3 separate regions of the Mus musculus genome follow, and regions 2 and 3 are each linked to region 1. Evidence: chromatin contacts called from public HiChIP or PLAC-seq data. All regions are on one chromosome and are shown on one strand. Each heading gives the region's core, a stretch centred on a gene start, on an enhancer-like site or on the middle of the called end of the contact. The rest is flanking DNA. Distances are from core to core; before and after follow the strand shown. Region 1 has its middle 17 kb from the start of Cstad. Region 2 overlaps Tor1b (torsin family 1, member B). Region 3 has its middle 14 kb from the start of Tor1b.

Region 1 (2,802 bases), core at 176-2,675:
GCTGCTGAGGCTTGGGGATAGCCTTCTGCGGTAGCCAAGCCTATGGAGGGAAGACTCAGTCACCTCCTCTCAAGTTTTAAAGACTTTAAAACCATTTTCACCCATTCCTGTATGGGGGTTTGAGGACCATTCATGTGTCTATAGTATATTTGAATAGACAAATTTAGCTTGAATCAAGTTGCCCATTCTCGACCTTGAAAGCATTTGATTATTAAATATACCTTATTTTTTTAAACATGAACTCGTGGAGGTGCTGTTTTGATAGCTCATTAAATAAATCTAGTGGCTAGAAAGCCGGAAGGTAAATTCTGGGCCGAGGCAGCTGGTAGAAGAAGAAAGAAACAAACAGTATAAATTGGAGTTGCTTGCTGTGAAGGTCTGACTTTTCCATAGCAAAGATGGCTGCCAATCACGTGACTGCCCTTAACCAAGATGGTGGTGAAGCCACAGTTCCTTTTTCCCAAAGTCAAGATGGCGGCCAAGCACATGCTGTTTATTGACTGTGGCCAGCGTGGGTGATTTAAAATGTTCGCTCACCATTACTGTTGAAGTCACCACTGCTGCTGCGGGGGCTGCTCATGAGCAGGAGAAGGGTGGAGGCTGGGTGGGGCTAGGCGGTACCTGGAGCCCTGCGCTCAATGAGGTGAAGGAGTTGAGGGGCAAGAGTGCAGTTGCCAAAATTTGAGACATTGGAAGTTCAGGCCAATTTGGGTAAATTTTGCAGCAGACATACAAGAGGCATCTGCGATCAGTTTTAGACCCAGCATTTCCCAGAGATCCTGAGACTATGGGAACTGGCGACCCATTCAATAGTCTGGGATCTAATGGTTAATATGGAGGCCGTAACCTCAGACCAAACGTCTTTGTATCAAAGATTTCCCCAAACAAACACCTGTTCTTTGCTATCTCTGGTGAGGCCCTGACTCGGCAGGGAAAGCTCCAAGAGCCCTGGACTGGAAAGGAGCACTTGTTGCTTGAGGGCTTCTGGGAGGTAGTTACTCACAGAGGCTGAAGTTGATGTTTCCTGTGGAGAGAAAGAAGCGGTCCCTCCGCGAGGCCAGGGAAGAACCCAGCCATCAGACTGGGCACTCAACCTTTCCCGGGGTTTGGCACTATCTGATAAATTATTTCTCAGCTGGTGAGATGAGCCAATTCAAACCAGATTAGATTATATTAAATGCAGATTTATTGGGAAGTTGCTCTCAGGCAGGCAAATTCACTAACTCCCAAGGAAGGAGGCCAGGGGAAGCCACCATGGGGAGGGAGGGGAGGAGAGGGGGAAGAGACAGAAAGAATGAGTGTAGAGAGGGGATGGGAGAGACCAAAATGTCTGGATTATATAGAGAGGAGCCTCTGGAGGGAAGGGCAACCCAGCCCCAGGGCTTGAAAGCTCGGGAGTAGGATCAGGGTGTGCCAGGTAGGGACTGAGGGATGATGGGAGAACCTGAAGGCCCGATCTGCTTTTGATATGTAAAATATGCACCTCAGCACCTAGTCCCAGGGTCTGAAACCAAACAAGACCTTGCATCATAAAAACCAAACCAAACCAAACCAAACAAACAAGCTAACCAACCAACAAACAAAAACCCCTAAAAGCTATTTTTGTTTTGTTTTGTTTTGGCTTTTCTGACCTACAAGTTATTTAGGGGAGGAGTTGTTTAGTTTCTGAGTCTTGGAAGTCCATTCTGGTATTGCTTCCTACTTAGAGTCTGTTACATCAGAGAACACACTCTAAATGGTTGTATTTCTTCTAAACTGACAGGTTTATTTGAGGCTAGGATGTAGCCTTTAAAACATGTATGAATGTATGTATGTATGTATGTATGTATGTATGTATGTACTTGAAGACCTACACCATACCACACATGGAAGGCAGAAAACAACTTTCAAGGGTTCATTCCTGCCTACTCTGTAGTAGATCAAACCTAGGTACCAGGCTTGGCCACAGACCCCTTTAACCTCCCGCACCATCTTGCTGGTCCAATGTAAGCCTGTGTGTTCTGTGCCCTTGAAAATAGTGTTATTCTGGCTGATACAGAGTTCCATAAATGACAGGGAGATTGCAGCTGGTGGCCAGTTTTGAGTCATGGTCCTTTGAGTTGAGAGAGGGTTTTGCAATCATACATTTATTCATTTCTCTCCCCCCGCCCCCCCGCCCCCCCACCCCTCACCCCCCACCCCCTTTGGATTTTGCTGACACTGTCTCAGGCACTAGACTGTTGCTGTCTTCTTGGTGGGTGAGTCCTGCATTCTGTGTTCTCCCTTGTTGTCTCTGTAATCTGTCATTTTGCTTCTGCATTGCTAAGAGAACCACACCCTTTTGATTACCTTTTGCAGTGTTAGAGTTTGGATGGCAAATGTCTTCTTCAGGCATGTGTGTTTGAACACTTGATTCAAGGAGGAGGAGGAGGAAGGGTAACTGAGGGGAGGCCTCTAGGCTTTATGGTCTAACCTAACCATCTGCTTCTTCTCTGCTTCCTGCTGCAGATGCAGTTTCAGCATCCAGCTTCCTGCTCCTGTAGCCTCTTCAGCTACCACATCTTTCTCACTAGGACAGAATGACGCTCTCAAACTGTTAGACACAATAAACCCTTTCCCATCAACCTGTGTTTACTGGGGTTGTTTGTTTGTTTGTTTGTTTGAATCTAATGGCATGAAAGTATCTTGCAGTCCATACAAACCATGCCTTGGACTTTGATCTTTTCCTAGGTCAGTGATACACTCTGTGGTATCTTCCACAGCCTCCAGGCAAGCTGGCTGCTCTCTGCACTGTCCTGTGGGACCCGGCTGTAATAGTCAAGA
Region 2 (2,802 bases), core at 97-2,596, 380 kb after region 1:
CGTGCCAAGGTGAGGGTGACTTTCAGGCCATAGTCTTGGACTGGAGCCGAGTTACTGTTTGTGACCTGTTGGGCTCCCGGTTTTCTGTTTACAGTGATGTAATACGTGGACACGTGTTGGCCACCTTTGGACTGCTGTTACTGATCTCCAACTTTGAAAGGCCTGGTGTGGCCTGCCCCAGCCTCCCTGTGAGAACAGAGATGGACGCAAGATAATAAAAGCATTGCGAGACGTAACTTTCCTGAGCTTTTCCTTGTCTGTGTGGTAGTGCACGGAGCTCAGAATCAAGGCTCTGGAGCGGCCCGCGGCCTTCCTCACCTGCATGTGCAGGTTGACCCCATCACGCAGAAATCAATGTTTGCTTTGAATGCTGTTACCCACACACATAGGACGAGGCAATATCTGGTGCTGGAGAGCTTCCTCGGGTAGGTAAGGGCTTTTTCTGTGCTGTGTTTACATACACAAGGGGCAGGCAATCACATCTCTACATATGCCAACTTGGGCACCTTTCTTATTTCTCCACCTTCCAAACAGGCTCTGGAGCTCAGAGCCAGCTAGACAGGCTGGGTAGCAAGATATAGGAGCTACCAGAGTCAGGCTTTCCTACCACATAACATCCCCCCAACTGTGAGCAATCCGCAACTGCTGGGTCTGGGTCAGAACTCGACGCAGGCTCTGTGCCCTACTCTTGGCCCTCACACTCAGTGCCTTGGAGTTTGTGGTATTCTGGATGCTGTGGTGTCATTTTTTCCTACTCAGAGATGCCTTTTATCACGGTCTGATACCTGGCCACTGCTGAGAGACCGAGTTGCTGGATCTTCCTGCCCAGAACTGACAAGAGAACCCGATTCTAGGTCTGTCTGTTGGCCAGATCTCGGCGTAACTGTGCTAACCTCGCTTCTTGGCAGTACCGATACATGGCTGCCACAGGACAGAGCAGTCTGGAAGGGTAAGCCTCCGTACTGACATGCTGCTGCTCCCTTCCTTAGTTGGTGTCTGGGAGCCTGACACAGTGCCCACCTGTCCCATGCGGCCACATCTACAAAGACAGGCCTCAGCAGGACAGGAAGCCATGCTCCTCAGTCAGGGCTCAGTGCTTGGGCTCCATCTTCAGATGGGTGGTAAGACCTGACATGTTTCCTGGGGACTTGGAACCATCACTGGGAATCCTGGGCCGCCTGAAAAGGGGCCTTGAACAGGCTGGTAGCAGAGGCAGAGTGTGGTCCTGCCGGCAGTTGACCTTGTTTTGACGTCAGGCCCTTTTCTCCCTGCTAAACCCAGCCCTGTCAAGGCCTTGAATGACAACCACACCTACAGGAGCCCTGCCCCTTAGCAGGCGCTTTGTGCTGCATAAAACAAGCCTCTCTAGAGCTCTGTCAAGCCTGGCATCTGGAGTGGAACTGACGACCACTCAGGGTCATTAAGACAAATGGGCTTTCTGTTGTTTTTGAGACAGGGTTTCTCTCTCTCTTTTTTTTTTTTTTTTTTTTTTTTTCCGAGACAGGGTTTCTCTGTGTAGCTCTGGCTGTCCTGGAACTCACTCTGTAGACCAGGCTGGTCTCAGAAATCCGCCTGTCTGCCTCCCAAGTGCTGGGATTAAAGGCGTGCGCCACCACTGCCGGGAAAACTCACTTGTCTTATTACTAAGGAGTCCAGAGAAGAGCACAGAGGCACATCTGTGATCCAGTCTCACCTAACCACTCTATGGCCCCTGGCAGGGCTGCTTCAGGCCCCTTGTTCCTGAGATAACCATTCCATCCATGCAGCAGATGTCCAGGCTTGGGTTTCTGAAGTAGAAATACTGGTAATGTCATCCAACAGTTTCAAAAGACACACAAAGCCACCGCTGAAAGCTTCTTATAGTATTAAAAACCATTTTAAATAAAACGTTATCACATTTGCAGTAAAACTTACTTGTTCTGCCTCAAAACAGAAACACCTGAAATTAAAACATAATTTTAAAAAAATCACAAGTCCAGAATGCTGGGAGCTGCTTTCATCTCTGGAGGCTCCAGGAGCTTCAGGTCCATGTTGCATCTGTGGTCCCTACAGCGCGGTCACCTGCAGGCTCTGAGGAGCAGAAACAGGATTCTCCCGCTAACCTCAGCAGGAAGTGTCCAAGCCTCTTCTGGGGAGGAGCGGACTGACACAGCCCTGGCAGCCGGCCTCAGTCATCCAGGTAGTAGTCCAGCTTGGTGAACACAGTCTTGCAGCCCTTGTCAGAGAAGACCTTCTCCTCCTTGGGGAAGAACGTCATCTCTTCCGCTACCTTGCTGATGATGTCCTCATCTACTTCATAGCCTCGGGACTGCATCTCCACTCTGATGCACATTTTCAGGTGCTTGTACTCCAGGGGCAGGAAGGGGACAAAATAATCTATGAGGTTCCGGTCAATGAGGCTGCTGTGCCAGAAGCCACCTGGGAAAGACAGAAAGGTGACACATAACAATGATCGGTCCAGACAGGATAATTACCAGGTGTTCACTGGGGGCCATGCTACCCATCTCCATACAGTGAGGAAGAGAGACAAGCTGAGAACTGCCCATGAGTACTGCCTTGGGATGCAGCAGGGACAGCAAGGGCAGGGTGACATAAGGGGACACCTTTGGGGCTCATTAGTTAAGAATGCCTTTAACAGTGCACACCTCTAATGCCAGCACTCCTGAGGCAGAGGCAGGTGGATCTGAGTTCAAGGCCAGCCTGGTCTACAGAGTGAGTTCCAGGACAGCCAGGGCTAAACAGAGAAACCATGTTACACGAAAACAAACCAACATGAACACTTGTTGCTCACTGCAGAGGACC
Region 3 (2,802 bases), core at 184-2,683, 360 kb after region 1:
AGCCACCAAACCCAGACACTATTGCACATGCCAGCAAGATTTTGCTGACAGGACCCTGGTATAGCTGTCTCCTGTGAGGCTATGCCAGTGCCTGGCAAATACAGAAGTGGATGCTCACAGTCAACTATTGGATGGAACACAGGGCCCCCAATGGAGGAGCTAGAGAAAGTACCCAAGGAGCTGAAGGGGTCTGCAACCCTATAGGTGGAACAATATGAACTAACCAGTACCCCCAGAGCTTGTGTCTCTAGCTGCATATGTAGCAGAAGATGGCCTAGTCGACCATCACTGGAAAGAGAGGCCCATTGGACTTGCAAACTTTATATGCCCCAGTACAGGGGAACGCCAGGGCCAAGAAGTGGGAGTGGGTGGGTAGGGGAGCAGGGCGGGGGGAGGGTATAGGGAACTTTCAGGATAGCGTTTGAAATGTAAATAAAGAAAATATCTAATAATAATAAAAAAAGAATTGTTTACACAAACTTGAGACAGTAGATTCTTGGTATAAGCAGCACAATGCTGTGCCGGGACTGAAACAGGATGTGAGGACAGACAATCAGCGTTTGCATAACACAAGAATAATCTTTACTCAGTGCACAACACTATGCCTACACTAGTCCAACAATGGCCGTTCACCAACACAACGTCCAAGAATCCATCAGTTGTTCAGTCCATGGGGGAAACGGAAACGGACGTGGCAGTGAGAGCGAGGGCAAACAGCAAAGAGCCAGTTTCCTGCTTCCATGTCCTTTGAATAGACTGCCAACAGAAGGTGTGGCCCAGATTTAAGGTGGTTCTCCCCACCTCAAACTATCCAATCAAGGAAAGTCCCTGACAGGTATACTCAGCAGCCTGGGTTTTAGTTAACTCCATATGTAGTCATGTTGACAAGCAAGAACAGCCATCACAAAAGGGAAAATGAACTCCCAAAAGCTGTCCTCTAACCTCCACACTTGCACTGTGACATACACGCACACCCATACATATACACAATAAAGTAAATAAATGTAATTTTTTGTTTGTTTGTCTGTAGCTCTGGTTGATCTGGAACTCATGATGTAGACCAGCCTGTTGTCGTCCTCATAGAGGTTCTCCTACTTCTGCATTCCAAGTGTTAGGATTAAAGGCATGTGCCACCACATTTGGCCAAATGTAATTAAAAGAAGAAAAAAAATGGGAGCTGGAAAGATGGCTGAGCAGTTCAGAGCGCTTGTTTGTCTGCCAAATGTTCTCCCCACTGTGTAAAGTTTACCCTTGCATTATCTCACATGCTGATCTCTCTATCCCACTACCTGGTTTCCACGTGGCTGTGGCTTCTTTATGTTATCCTTAGATGCTCCTGTCCCAAGTTTGCTTAAACATTGCTCCTCATTCATTCGTTCTCTGCCCTGCCAATAAAAGCCAAGGAGCCAATATAGAGCTTTAGAGAGAATAAGGTGGGACTCCCGTTTCTAGGAGGGGTGGAGAAAGGGACAGGAAGGAAGGAGGGGAGCCATGAGGACAGGTCCAGGAAGCCTCAGGAGAAGAGAGCAAAAAGGATGGGAAAACTGCAAGTAAGATGGGAATGTGGTCTGGGAGGAAGCCTGGCTGCCTGGGAGGTTTAGAATGGAGCAATCATTGCTCAGTTCAAGGCTATAGCCTCCCCCAGCCTTGAGCAGGCCGACTCAGACCTGTTCTGCAGCTGTGAATGAGACCATGGAGGGTGGAGTCTTCCGACCCAGGTCTATTGTTCTGCCACCTGTGTTCTTCTCCAAGATGCCCCACTGAGAGGCTGAACCTGTCTTCCTGAGATATTCCTGAGTTAAGCTGACAACCTGTTGATTGGACCTAGTGCTAACAGCTCTGGCAGACCAAGTGCTAACAACTTGGCAGCAAAGCATCAAGAAGCCTGGCGTGGCAGGGGATGGGCCTCCCTCCTTTATAAGCACAGACTCTTAGTAAACATTGGGCCTGGATCAGAAATTTTGTCTTGGTCTCGTTATTTCTCTCGCTGTTTCCTCCCATACAGCTCCAGCCTCCGGCTATACAAGGCAATTAAACTTAAAATGTTTAATTTTAAAAATAAATAAATAAATAAATAAATATACAGAGTGAGTTTCAGGACAGCCAGAGCTACACAGAGAAACTCTGTCTTGAAAAACCTAAATAAATAAATAAATAAATAAATAAATAAAATAATCATTCAATACTTGTTGCTTTTGTAGAGAACCTGGGTTCAGTTCCCAGCACCCACATGGCAGTTCACAACCACCTGTAACTTCAGTTCTAGGAGACCTGACTGTTAGGGTCTAGGTAAAATGTTGAGGCCTAGATAGCTGCTGCCTGCCTAGCCTGCCATTTTGTGCTGTTACCAATGGTATAAGCAAACCTTCCCATGTGCTGTTATTAGGAAGCTTTCTCATGTACTGTTACTAGGAGACTTTCTCATGCCTGAATGAATTGCAGATTCTGTGATGTGCTGGGCTTTGGTGATCTTGGGATCCAATCACGTAGAGGTCAGCTGGAACTGCTTTGTATAGTTAGCCGCAGTAAGCTTGGACCTGAACCGACCTCGCCTCAGCACTTCCTGCCCTGTGTGTGAGCTTTTATGGTTGTTCATAAGCTGCCCCTGGGATGGACCCAGCATAAGAGAGACACTTGCACCAATGTAAGAAGCCATTTGGAGAGAGACGTCCATTTGAGTAGGGGTCGAGGATAGTTTTAACTCCCGAGATGTCCCTTGGAACTGACATCCTGGTTGGCAAGTAAGACATGAATGTTAGGCCAGGCTAGTCCCCACCACAGCTGAATACCCCAACCAATGGG

Evidence for each region. HiChIP or PLAC-seq counts read pairs in DNA pulled down with a chosen protein or histone mark.
Region 2: an H3K27ac HiChIP or PLAC-seq map of embryonic stem cells shows a contact between it and region 1, with 3 times the contacts expected there. The contact joins two enhancer-like sites. A contact is called at or near these places in 3 of 39 promoter capture datasets (cranial neural crest, frontonasal cranial neural crest and second pharyngeal arch cranial neural crest) and 2 of 115 datasets of contacts at active chromatin or transcription factors (embryonic stem cells and large pre-B cells).
Region 3: a contact with region 1 is called in an H3K27ac HiChIP or PLAC-seq map of embryonic stem cells, with 5 read pairs. The contact joins two enhancer-like sites. A contact is called at or near these places in 1 of 39 promoter capture datasets (hippocampal neurons), 4 of 115 datasets of contacts at active chromatin or transcription factors (bone marrow-derived dendritic cells, bone marrow-derived macrophages and embryonic stem cells) and 1 of 9 other capture datasets (adipose tissue).

What each region holds. Positions count from the first base shown.
Region 1 is chr2:30,576,791-30,579,592 of GRCm38.p6, forward strand. No RefSeq gene overlaps it. Among named protein-coding and RNA genes, the nearest start is that of Cstad, 17 kb to the right of the region's middle. Within about 2 kb of position 1,426, at least 9 of the 459 cell types and tissues checked have an H3K27ac peak or open chromatin away from gene starts, as enhancers often do. A contact at or near this core is called in embryonic stem cells, where this site is marked.
Region 2 is chr2:30,958,780-30,961,581 of GRCm38.p6, forward strand. Tor1b (torsin family 1, member B) reads left to right here. Exons shown (of 5, transcript NM_133673.3): 5 at 1-236. Tor1a (torsin family 1, member A (torsin A)) reads right to left here. Exons shown (of 5, transcript NM_144884.2): 5 at 1,782-2,418. The coding sequence ends at 2,168. Among named protein-coding and RNA genes, the nearest start is that of Tor1b, 7.2 kb to the left of the region's middle. Within about 2 kb of position 1,347, at least 12 of the 459 cell types and tissues checked have an H3K27ac peak or open chromatin away from gene starts, as enhancers often do. A contact at or near this core is called in embryonic stem cells, where this site is marked.
Region 3 is chr2:30,937,223-30,940,024 of GRCm38.p6, forward strand. No RefSeq gene overlaps it. Among named protein-coding and RNA genes, the nearest start is that of Tor1b, 14 kb to the right of the region's middle. Within about 2 kb of position 1,434, at least 15 of the 459 cell types and tissues checked have an H3K27ac peak or open chromatin away from gene starts, as enhancers often do. A contact at or near this core is called in embryonic stem cells, where this site is marked.